Regions from separate parts of the Danio rerio genome. Here region 2 is linked to region 1. Evidence: chromatin contacts called from public Hi-C data. All regions are on one chromosome and are shown on one strand. The core of a region is the stretch at or near the end of the contact, and the rest is flanking DNA. Distances in the headings are between cores, read along the strand shown.

Region 1 (5,881 bases), core at 1,247-3,746:
AAATGACGCTTGAAAGAAGTTTATTAATTACTAGGGCCAGACAGAATCTGTGGACATTTTTGCTATTTCTGCAGAGAATTTTGTAAAAAAAATTGCAGTTTTATGCGGAATCAGTTTGGGAGTATCATAACTGCAAATTTAATAAATGAAATAAAATATAATAGGTTTTTAACCTTTATTTAATGTTTACAATGCAAATCCAATTAGATTCACTTATTTGGCAAACAAAGCAAGTCTCTCATATAATACATCTAATAAAAGATAGAAAATATTACTTTACAAACTGTATTGTAAATAAATCATATGCACATTTTCATATTAGCCAATAATAATACTGAAATTAATTTAAAAACAGAATAAATATTATTTTAAACATACATACATGTTTAAATAAATAGACTGCAGATTTCTGTGCACACAGATTCCATATAGGCTGACTTATTACTTAAATTATGGATTACTATTTCTAACAACCAAGCAATACTGCATGAAATGTTTACCAGTCAAAAAAGTAAAAACAGGCCTTTTTAAACTTTTTTCATTTCTGGTGTTTTAAGAACAAAACAAACTTTAGTTTTCGGCTGAAATCACCTATTATGATTTTCACTATTCAATAAGAATCTAATAAAATTATCCTAATTTTGAAAGTAAAAACATATTGCCTTTAAATAACTTTAAAAAAAACTCTAAGAATTAATGCATTATATTTCAAAAACATGTTGGATGCGCCAAAAAGTGTTAGAATTATTATTTGAATTCATGTGCTCTCTTTGGAAACATTTGACCAGATGTTTAATGAGTACTAAAAGTTTCACTATTTTTTCTCTGTCCATAGACATGTCTGGTTCTCACACTCTGTGCAGTATTTTGGGTGAGCTTTCTGCATTTCTCCCTGCTGTATAGTTTTAGATTTTATCTCTGTATATAATAAATCTAATAGAATTAGCTTTCTTTAATACTAATTCAACACTAATCTCTGTACAACAGTGGAAGATCTTTGCTCTCACTCTGCTGTTTGTCATTCTTCAAGTCCTTGCATTTGCATGGTAAGTTTACAATGACACATTATTTTAAGCATGGACACCACACTGTATAACTTACAATTTCATTTACCTTTAAAAAACAAATAAAAAAAAAGTATAGAATGTTATCTGATAAAATTTTAGGATAATGTCCTGACCCCAGTGCTATACATGCTGCATATACAGATTATTGAAAGTTCAAAGCAATATGTTTGCTGGGTTTGTACTATTTGTCTTAAGTAAAATCAATGTCCATTGTTTCTTTTCTTTGATATGTTCAAAATAATGAACACATTCTCTCATTGACTGTGTGAATAATTATGACTACTTTAATTTAAATTCATCAATTTGTTTTAAAAGCTTATTAATTAACTAAAAAGTAACTCGCATGACATTTTTGAAAAACTTACTCAAATATTACTTATTTGTTTAATGCAATACTTTACTTGTTACTTAGAAAAGTAAAATTATTACGTAACTCTTGTTACTTGTAATGCGTTACCACCAACACTGCTTTTTCCTGTACTGAAATACATTTGATCAATTTATTAATTTTTCTTTATAGGTATGGCCTCTCATACATCCCTTTTGCAAGGTTAGTCATTATTTGTGATTTTAACATATTATTTTGTCTTAAAATATTGAATTAGATAAAACATATTAAGCATTTGATGGATGTGTGAATATTTGTTAGGTGGTTCATTCTGCTGTGGCGACCCCTAAAATAGAGACTAAACTGAAGAAAGTAAATGAATGCTAGAAAATAAATATGACACAATTGAAACCAAGTACAGTATTTTTAATTCTCTATGCTGTCTTTGTCTTAACCAGGGATGCTGTACTGAAGTTTTTCTCCATGTTGTGCAACATGTGTATGAAATGAAGAGCTGATGTTTATCCTTTCATCACTCTGGGAACTGGGAACACTCTGCTCAAGTATTCTGCAATTCTGGGGTCCACAAATAATCACTGAGACTATGGGATGGTGCTAGTTGTAATCGCTAACGTTAGCTGGACGACATGCTAAATCTGACTGTACAAAAGATTACATTTTACTGAATGTGTTTTAAATGTGTTGTAAAACAGATTTGTAAATGTTATGAAATGTCTTAAAATTGATATTTATTAAAGTAGATATTGCAGTTATATACTAAAAAGCTGACCTTCTATTTTTTTCTGTATCTTTGTCTGATACTATTTGTAAATGAAGTCTAGCTCAATTTTTTTTTCTGTGTCAGAATGTTGAATATAATTCAAAGGATAATCCGAGATTTGAGAATTTAAGATCTTTACACACGTATTCTTTATAAAATATACATATTTTAAATATATATGTACTTTTTTAAGAATGGCGCCTTTAAAGAGCGCGTGCTTGCGTTGCCAACTTGTCATTGGACAGCGTCAGTTTTGCTACCCGCCCATTCACTATTGCAGGAAGTAGAAAAACAAGTCACGTCAAACTGGCGCGCACAAGCTATTAAAGAGAAAAGAAATTCAGATGATTTAACATAAACGTAAACAACAAGGATGTCCACATTTCTTCGAGCAGTCAGAAACAACATACCAGAAAAGGACAAATCTGAACTAACGGAGAATGACCTGAAGAAATGGGGACTTGGAGGTGTGTGGAGCAATTGCGAGCTAACTTACTTGTTTAAGTTAATGTTTAACGCTTAACCCTACGTTAATCGTATTTAGCCCGTTTTGGATCAGGTAAATCATTAGTTTACAAAAAGTTTTGGATATAACGTTACATCAATAACGTACCGATAACTTCTCGTTAATGAATTTGCTTAAAAAAGTTTTACATTCCCAAAGTTTTACCTCATTGCCCATTTGTATTTATAAAAATACGAAGAATCATTTGCGATTTAGATGCATAGATTTACGTTTGTGAACTTCATATAGAAAACTTATGCCATTTTATTTTGATAAATTACATTTATAAGTACATTTAATATGATAATTACCTGGATCAACCCTTTTAATAGAAATTAATACCGTACATTTATTTCTCATGATTAGCTCAAGAACAATCCAGGTGGATAAAAACTAATACAATAAAACTAATATTTATTTCTAACAAGCAAAATAAATATTAACGTTACTCTAATAAAGTTTTTAAACATTATAATTTGATTTGCTCGTACACTGAAAAACTCCTATGTGATCTATGGGAAAATGCAAATAATTTTTCAAAGTAACTTTACAATAACAGAACTGATTTTGTCTGAATATGCGTATGATTTTATCCATGATATTATTTACATACATAAATGTATAGGTAAGACATAACTTGATTTAATGTAATTTATTAATGTTGCTCAAATTCATGTACAGTTTATACACGTTGATATCTTTAGATTTCACCCCACTCCTTTGTTTTGTAATGGTTTACTCCACCTTTATTGGACTGTTTTAAGTTATATTAAAAAAAATTTGAGACAGACAGAGCAACACACAGGGTTCATAAGGTCATGGAAAACCTGGAAAAGTCATGTAATTTTGACATGGCATTTTCCAGGCCTTAATAAAAATTTTGGAAAAATTAGAAAAACACACAAAGTTTTGGAAAAGTCATGGAAATTAGTTTAACAAATATCTCTATACCTAAATTAGGGCTGCACGATATTGGGATGAAATGTGTTGTATTTCTGTGATTATATATTGCGATGTGAATGCAATTTCACCAGATGATTTAACAGGTTTATTTGGATTGATTGGGGGATTTTGTAAAGGAGTGAATCTTGAATAATATATAACAAATAACTTACAAGCATAGATAAATTAAATATAGCAAAGACAAAAGTGAATAATGATATAGTCTCCATTGTATATTATTTAATCTTTCTTAAAGTTACAAAAAGTTTCTTGTGGCTGGTTGTTTTAAAATTTGAAATATTGAAATGTTCTCACAGTCAAAGGCCTGAAAGGGACAGTTTTGTCAAAGATGAAAATGTAATCACTATTTACTGACCCTTCACTATAGTTATTAAATTATATATTTTTTGTGTTCATTTAAAAAAAAAATGAAAATCATTAATGTTTGAAACAAGTGAAGGGTGTAACGAAATTGGTAAGTAATTTTTGGATGAACTATCTCTTTAAAAATTCATGCAGATGACAAATGTTTGTTCCATTATGATTAAACTATAATCCCAACATTGCATGTCCTGCAATGTGACTATTGCAGATGCACATATTACAATATCGATTCTGAACCACATTATACAGCCCTATCTTGTATACAGGTTAGTTGTCTTCTTTTCTGTTCTTGGCCAAAAACTTGCTCTCACCATCATCAAAATTTTACATGGATATAAAAAGTAATTTAAATAAAATAGATTGTTGCCTGTTATATGATATGCTGTAATAAATTTAAACACCATTCTTTTTCTTGTTATTTACCATGTATATGTAGACATTACATGAAACATTACGTCATGAATAGTCATGGAATTTTAGTAGTAAGAATGTGTATGAACCCTGAACAGTTTTTTGGCCGGAGTTTATTGTTACCTTGCATCTTTAATTGGATGGAAAGCCGAGTTGATTTATTGCCTGACTGATTTTCTGAAATTCTGATAGTTCAGTGTAATATAAATAAATAATCATGGATTGATTCATTAATATATGGCATATCTAGGCATGGGCCGGTATGAGATTCTGATGGTATGATAACCTTTAATAAAAATATCACGGTTTCACAGTATCACGATATTGTGATTACTGCGCTAAAATATTTTCTTTTTAAATGTCTGCATAAAAAAACAAAAACTTTTTTCCCCTTTGAAAACAAAGATTCATAATATCTTGTTACAGTAAACATGTCAGGCTAAATAATTCAAATGAATCAATGACTTCTGCTGTCTTCATTTGTTTCAAAAACAAATTTCTTTACCATTTAAAATGGCATTTTTGGATAATTTTTTTTTCTGCTGGAGATACTGTTGTCCTAAAAAACTAAAAAGAAATGTAAATAAAAGATTTTACACAAATTTTAGGAACGATATTACAGAAAACTTTTTCGGTTTTAAAACCTAGACTTTTTCAAACTGGGGTATACCTTGAAAACGGTTATCGTCCCATGCCTAGGCATATCTCAATCTTAACCTGATGTCAAATTTACTTAAACACAAAGATGCACTTTGCATTAAATTTGTATATCAAAAAAGGATGATTTTTATTAAAAATAAAATATTTTATTAGAATTTTTTACAAGTGATTACAATGGTCAATGTCATCAATGGGGTAATGCACACAGACTTTTATCTTCAGTCAGTCAGCCCCAGGGCTTCTGGTGAATTGTCATCCCATACAAAATCACAGCAAAAAAGATCTGATTTCTTGAAATAACAGTGATAATCTCTGCCTGGCTGAGATAAGATATAAATTGGGTATCAGACCAAACAAGAAGCACTGCATTAAATTATATTATTCCATGCCATGTCTATTAAAAATGGAAATTAATTTTACCTCAGTATTTTCAATGGAGTTTTTGCGCTTACCTGCTTCTATTGGCGGCACTTGCGTTTAAATAGTCTCTTTTTATGTTTTAATAACCAAATAGATGCTTAAGTCTTTTTAACTGTTTATATTTGATGGTGTTATTACATAACACCATCAAAGCTGTAAAAGGAACTTTATGAAAGGGAAAATAGTCGCATGAAGCTTTCACCGGAAGTTCCTTATTGGCTGAAAAACACTAGCTGTGCATATATTTTCGGGCATGATTGACTTTTCACGTGTCACATTAATTGGAGCAGTGAAATAAGGCTTCGAACACCTGTTACATGATTTAAAATACTCTAAATCTGAAAGTTTTTTTCTTACAAACAACGCTGTTATCCTTTATCTCT
Region 2 (5,881 bases), core at 2,077-4,576, 460 kb after region 1:
TCAGGTAAACCATTCATGTTTTCCTAAAGAAACACCAATGCACTGCTTTTCTGACAATTTTGCCTCAAATGTTAGAGCTTGAAAACTATTGTAATTAGTTATGATGATTATTTAAAATAGTGAGGAGTGCATATAGCCCTGAGGATGTCAAAAAGTATTTCAGGGCTATTTTAAGCTTTTTAATAGTAATAATAAAATCGGCTTTCAAAAGAGGGTGTACTTTTTCATGATCCTACTGATAAAGAAATGTATTATTCATAATCCCAAGTTCTTGTTTTCATTCCAATGAGCTCCTGCTGAAATGTGTATTTGTCTTTTTTCATGCACACATACACAAGTATGGTAGAAGGGGAGGATAATCTTAATACATTTACATATCTTTTCTCGGCTGATGCTGTTTTATCTAAGTCAATTTGACACAAGGGTGCGTGCTAATAAAAATTGTAAAAGCTAAATAAATTGTATTGTTTTCGTTAGTGTTGCATATTTTTATTTAAAAGTATAGTTCTTACAAAAATATGGGGAGGTTTTTTTTTATGGAGGATGATTTTTTTTTATTGTAGCCAAGCTGGTAGCATTGAAATCCATTCCTTCATTCATTCATTCATTCATCAGGAGTCGCCACAGCGAAATGAACTGCCAACTTATCCAGCATGTTTTACACAGCGGATGCCCTTCCAGCTGCAACCCTGTACTAGGAAACATCCATACACACTCATTCACACACCTACATTACACCCAATTTAGTTTATTATGTGAAAGAAACCAAAGCACCCAGAGGAAACCCACGCGAACACGGGGAGAACATGCAAACTCCACACAGAAATGCCAACTAGTCCAGCTGGTACTCGAACTAGCGACCTTCATGTTGTGAGGCAACAGTGCGCTAGTAGATAAAAACAAAAACTATGGTTGTCAATGGCTACTGCTTTTTAGTATACTATAAAATATCTTCTTCTGAATCCCAGAAAGCTTTGTGGAAGGTGAGTAAATGACCGAATATTCAATCCTATTGGAAATATCCATTGAATGCAAGGTTCATCAGAAAACCGTCCATCCAAAAAAGGTGCTTATGTATATGGCCACTGCAAATTGTGGGCATCAGATATTTTTAAACACCTCCACTTGAAAAACAATGTGGGCATTCTGACTCATAAGCAATGCACCAGCTGTGCGAGAGACCTCTGAAACAGCGTGAGTTTGGCAGAGAACTGAGGACAGGCTTAGCTTGGTGAGCACCAGCAAGGATGGGTCCTATCTGAGTCCCTGCAGGACTGAGAACTCGCAGTGGGAGGGATGTCTCAACTCCATCTGGCCCAGCAACGTGTGTGCCTTCATGCTGAACCGAACCAAGGTCTGCAAATTGTTGGCACAACGTGAGAGGCCTTGCATAAGGGGTGCATTTGAAAGGAAAGATCCAAAGATGTCACCGTATGTCTGTGGATATCTGCAAGCTCCTCGCATATGGCAGTGGCATGTAGGTCTGAGAGTTTTACTGTTTTTCTGTGACGCATGTGTAAATGTTAACATGAGAACAGGCCTGTTGTGAGTACAGGGATAGTTACTGCCAAAATGTAGCCTGCTAATTCTCCAGACTCTCGTGCGATGAACACATTCTGCCATCTAGTGGTCACATTTAAAATGAAAGCAGGAAAAATATAATGGTGAAATGTAACCTGTGTACTGGATATCAGGAAACTATTTTTATTTTATTCTTTTTTTTATTGTTATAATTATTAAAGTTTTTTTTCTGGATGGATGGATTTAATGACCTATAGCAGAAAACTGTGTAGACTAAATTATAGAAATACAAAGTATTTGTTGTGCTTCAGAACATCATTTTAGAAAGTAAAACAACAATACACTGTGCAATAACTTATTTTATTTATTAAAATGTATAAAACTTTGGCTTTTGAACAACTTTATATGCCTACATAAACCTTTTGAAACTGACTAACTGATTAACTACTATTCCAGTTAATAAAAATAATATTTATTTGTGTTTTTGTTTTTTTAGAGTATTATAGTTCAAGGTTTACCACAATTTGGAAAAGTCAAGGTTTTAAAACCTCCAAATTTTTCTGTAATACCATTCTTAAGGTATGTAAGATTTTTTATTTACATTTTTTTGTTTTTTAGGACAACAGTATTTTAAAAAAAAAAAGATATGCAAAGATGCCGTTCTAAATTGTAAAGAAATCTGTGTTTTTGAAACAAATGAAGACAGCAGAAGTAAATGTTTCATTTGAATTAAATAGCCTGACATGTTTACTGCTGCAAAATATTTTAAATCTTTCAAAAAATAGAATATATTGTTTTCAAAAGGGAAAAAAAAAATTTTTACCCAGACATTTAAAAAGAAGATATTTTAGAGCAATGATCACTATACTGCGAAGCTGTGAAACCATGATATTTTTATCCATGGTTATCATACCATCAAAATCTTATACTGGCCCATGCCTAATTATAGTTATTATTTTAAATCTTCAGTTTTACGTAACACATACATTCACAGAACAACATGTTTTATGACTTGGTTATAATAGTAATTATTATATTAATAATAATAATAATAACAATAACAAAATTATTAAATTAAACAAATAAAATTAAACTAATGAATGAAATTATAATGATACTTAAACAAATAAATATAAGGAAAGCAGTTAAATCGAGGATCTTCTTTAAATATCTGTATAATTTTCAGGAAACACTGCTAGTTTTTTTTTTTTTTTTTTTTTTTTTTACATCAAAGGAACAAATCAATAGAAAAAATGGCATATAAGGGCATATATAAATTACAAAAAAAAAAAAGTATGAGAAATGAATTCCAAAATTGCATACATCCTTATAGCTTTTTTTATTTTTAATGTCTTTTAGGGTTTTGATATAATGTTTAAGATCAATTTTAAGCAAATAAATGTTGAATAAAAAAATGGATGACCCTTTTTGTTTGTGTACTTCCCATATATAATCATTAAATTAATATTTTGATCCAAAGTTTTATTATTGTTATTGTGTGTCAAAAATATATTTACAAGAAAACTGATTTTTTTATTATTTTTGCAAGTTATAATATAAGATATTCAACATCGATATTTAACTTTTGCAGTGTGTGCAATCGAAAAACATGTTTTTTATATAGATTCCTCCTTTAATTCACAAAAAGTGCACGCAGATTTCTCTAAAAAAATAACTTGTTTCACTGGATAAATTCAATGAATTACTTTACTGCAAGTAGCTCTTGTTACACGTCATATTTATGGCTGTGGCTCAAAACTTATGATGTCGCCTACCAAAACAGCATCATCCGACGTCTGTATTCCTTCTCAAATTCCATATTTGCCTAGATAGGGGGCCATTCAGATTTTGAAACACAGCCCATTTATGTCTTTCGGTGTAGCAAACGTGTTCTTTCCTCGTGGTTTTACACTCTGAAAAGTATTGCATTTGTTGTAGTTTTTAGTTTTAAACTCGATAGTATTGGTGTAATCATCTATATTAATATTTTACGGCGTTCTTTGTTTCTCTGGCGGATTCTGAAAGACAGTTGTTAGGACATAACTTAAAGATGTCGGGGAAGAGTTTTCGCGTTAGCGACGGAGACTGGATTTGTCCTGATAAAAAGTAAGACTTGCTGCTGAATGGTTTATTAATTGATGCATATAGATATATACATGCAATATTTAACCCTAACTCTTTGTGAAAACGAATGCAGATTGAATGGAATTGCACATGCTTCTGCTAGCATAGCATGTATTAGCTTTAGCTTGCGTTTATAGTTTGAGAATGGGCCTGTAAACGACATTAAACGCGTCGTTTTATTTTTATTTGTTCTTGCAAATTTTAAGACAATAAATTCACTTCTTTCATATAAATTACTAGCTTTAAGTCTATTTGACACCTTATGTTAAATGCATGATTCTTTGGTATGGTTAGCTAGTTAGCAGCTGTGTGCTATTAAGTACAATTGTATAACTGTTAGTTTTTATTAGTTGGTTAGTTGCAGTTCCTCTGAATTATTTATGAATACGATAATATTATAATTGTTTTGTATTTTTTTTTTTTTTTTTCAAGCGAAAAACTGGAGCGTCTCATTTTTGTTAAGTGAAAGTGGGATGTCTGGTCTTTGTGTGTGATTGCAAATAACCAGTTTTGTCTCTTTCTTTCGTTTTAAGGTGTGGAAATGTCAACTTTGCAAGAAGAACGAGTTGTAATCGATGTGGAAGGGGTAAGTGAGCTATCTTTTGTGCCAGTATTAATTCAGTTGTTTTTTTTGTGCATGTCACAACATAAATGAAACAAGATTTCAGTATTTTATTAATATTAACGTTAGTTTAAACGAATTATTCAATGCCCTTTGAACAGAGAAGACGACTGAAGCAAAGATGATGAAAGCAGGGGGGACAGAAATAGGAAAGACCCTGGCAGAGAAGAGCAGGGGTCTCTTCAGTGCAAACGACTGGCAGTGCAAAACGTGGGTATTGTGATAAAGTAATAATTACCTTTCCAACATGCATTATAGATGTGACAATCAAAGAAACTATTACTTCTACTTATTTTACTGCTTAGTAATAATGTAGCAGAATAAGTGCACACAATGTAGTGGTTTCCTGTCATGAACAGTTAATGAATAACTGGATTTTGTTAGAGAGAAGAAATAAATTAAAACGTCACTTTCCCGTCCTCAGGAAAGTGATTTTGGTTTGAGAAGACTATCAGTATGTTACGATCATAAAAGTTCAGTTGAACTTTTATCAAATTGTGACATGTATAAGTGTACAGCAGTGAATGTCCATAGTAGATGTAACATTAATAATAATCATAGCTTTTTAATTAATTATTGCACAATTGACATTTTCATTTAAAAATGTGCACAATTTGTTTAAAGAAAAACTTCATAAGGTTCCAGAAAGTGTTTGGTTGTTAATAAATTATTGTTGAAGTGAATAAATTAAAAGATTCAAATTAATTGAGCATTTACAAGTTCAGAAAAAAAATAAAATCGAAAAAAAACTATCCAATCTACTACTATTAAGTTTTAGCAAGACACGTTGCATATATTATCAAATATATCAGTGGATATTTATGCAGGTATTTACTGTAATGCTGGCTTATGGCTTGTTTCTACTGACTGGTACGGTACGGGTCACTTTTATCAGGCTTGCGTTTCCATTACCCTTTTGGTGGGCATGGTGTATGATAGAATGTTTCAGTCAATGTCATTTTTGCTCGAGAAAAAATCTACAGTAAAGCTGTATGGGTCGCTCGCATATCATATGAGAAGCACTTCTCAAAAAAAAAAAAAAAAACAGATAATCTTCAGCAGCACGTGTAGCCTCTTGTTAGAAAGTAATTCCCTCATTCTGAGTTTATTATACTCCATAAAGTGACTATAATAATTAAACATGGCAGTTTGTTCACGTTTGCTGAAAAAATAATGTGCTCCTTTTTTCCAGCTTCTCTTTTTTTGTTTTTTTGCACTTTACTCTCGCGTTTGTCCGTTTCTGACAGGATCGGGTTTCAAAAGCACGTCAATAATCAAGCGCAATTTATTATCATCAGCTCAAGAAGTTTGTTATTTCAGATATAGACGCGCAGCGAGCGCAAGCAAGAAAGCGAAACCCTTCGCGCTTGAGACTGGCTTGTAAAAATCTACGGGACACAGGGTAAAATCTGCTTTTCTTTCTGCCTTTTGGCTGTTTATCAAGACGACGATAAGGTTTGTTTGAACCCGGGTCGACCATGGCTCGTTATTATATGTATATATAATTACGCTGTAATCTCTTGGCTGTGTATTTTAAACATGGCGGTTCCTTTGTTTTCATTCTGGCTTGCTGCTTAAGCGAATGATGTATCTCTGTAAACCAATAGCATTCTG

The links. Hi-C and Micro-C count contacts between places; a contact is called where the count stands out from the background.
Region 2: a contact with region 1 is called in a Hi-C map of an unstated tissue, with 3 times the contacts expected there. The contact joins the promoter of zranb2 here to the promoter of chd1l in region 1. A contact is called at or near these places in 1 of 18 Hi-C or Micro-C datasets (an unstated tissue) and 1 of 4 datasets of contacts at active chromatin or transcription factors (embryo).

Annotation. Positions count from the first base shown.
Region 1 is chr6:39,399,402-39,405,282 of GRCz12tu, forward strand. chd1l (chromodomain helicase DNA binding protein 1-like) reads left to right here and starts at 2,497. Exons shown (of 25, transcript NM_200313.1): 1 at 2,497-2,643. The coding sequence starts at 2,550. sft2d2a (SFT2 domain containing 2a) reads left to right here. Exons shown (of 8, transcript NM_001013288.2): 5 at 836-871; 6 at 988-1,046; 7 at 1,588-1,617; 8 at 1,854-2,173. The coding sequence ends at 1,905.
Region 2 is chr6:39,856,072-39,861,952 of GRCz12tu, forward strand. zranb2 (zinc finger, RAN-binding domain containing 2) reads left to right here and starts at 3,327. Exons shown (of 10, transcript NM_001328210.1): 1 at 3,327-3,627; 2 at 4,179-4,231; 3 at 4,369-4,477. The coding sequence starts at 3,572.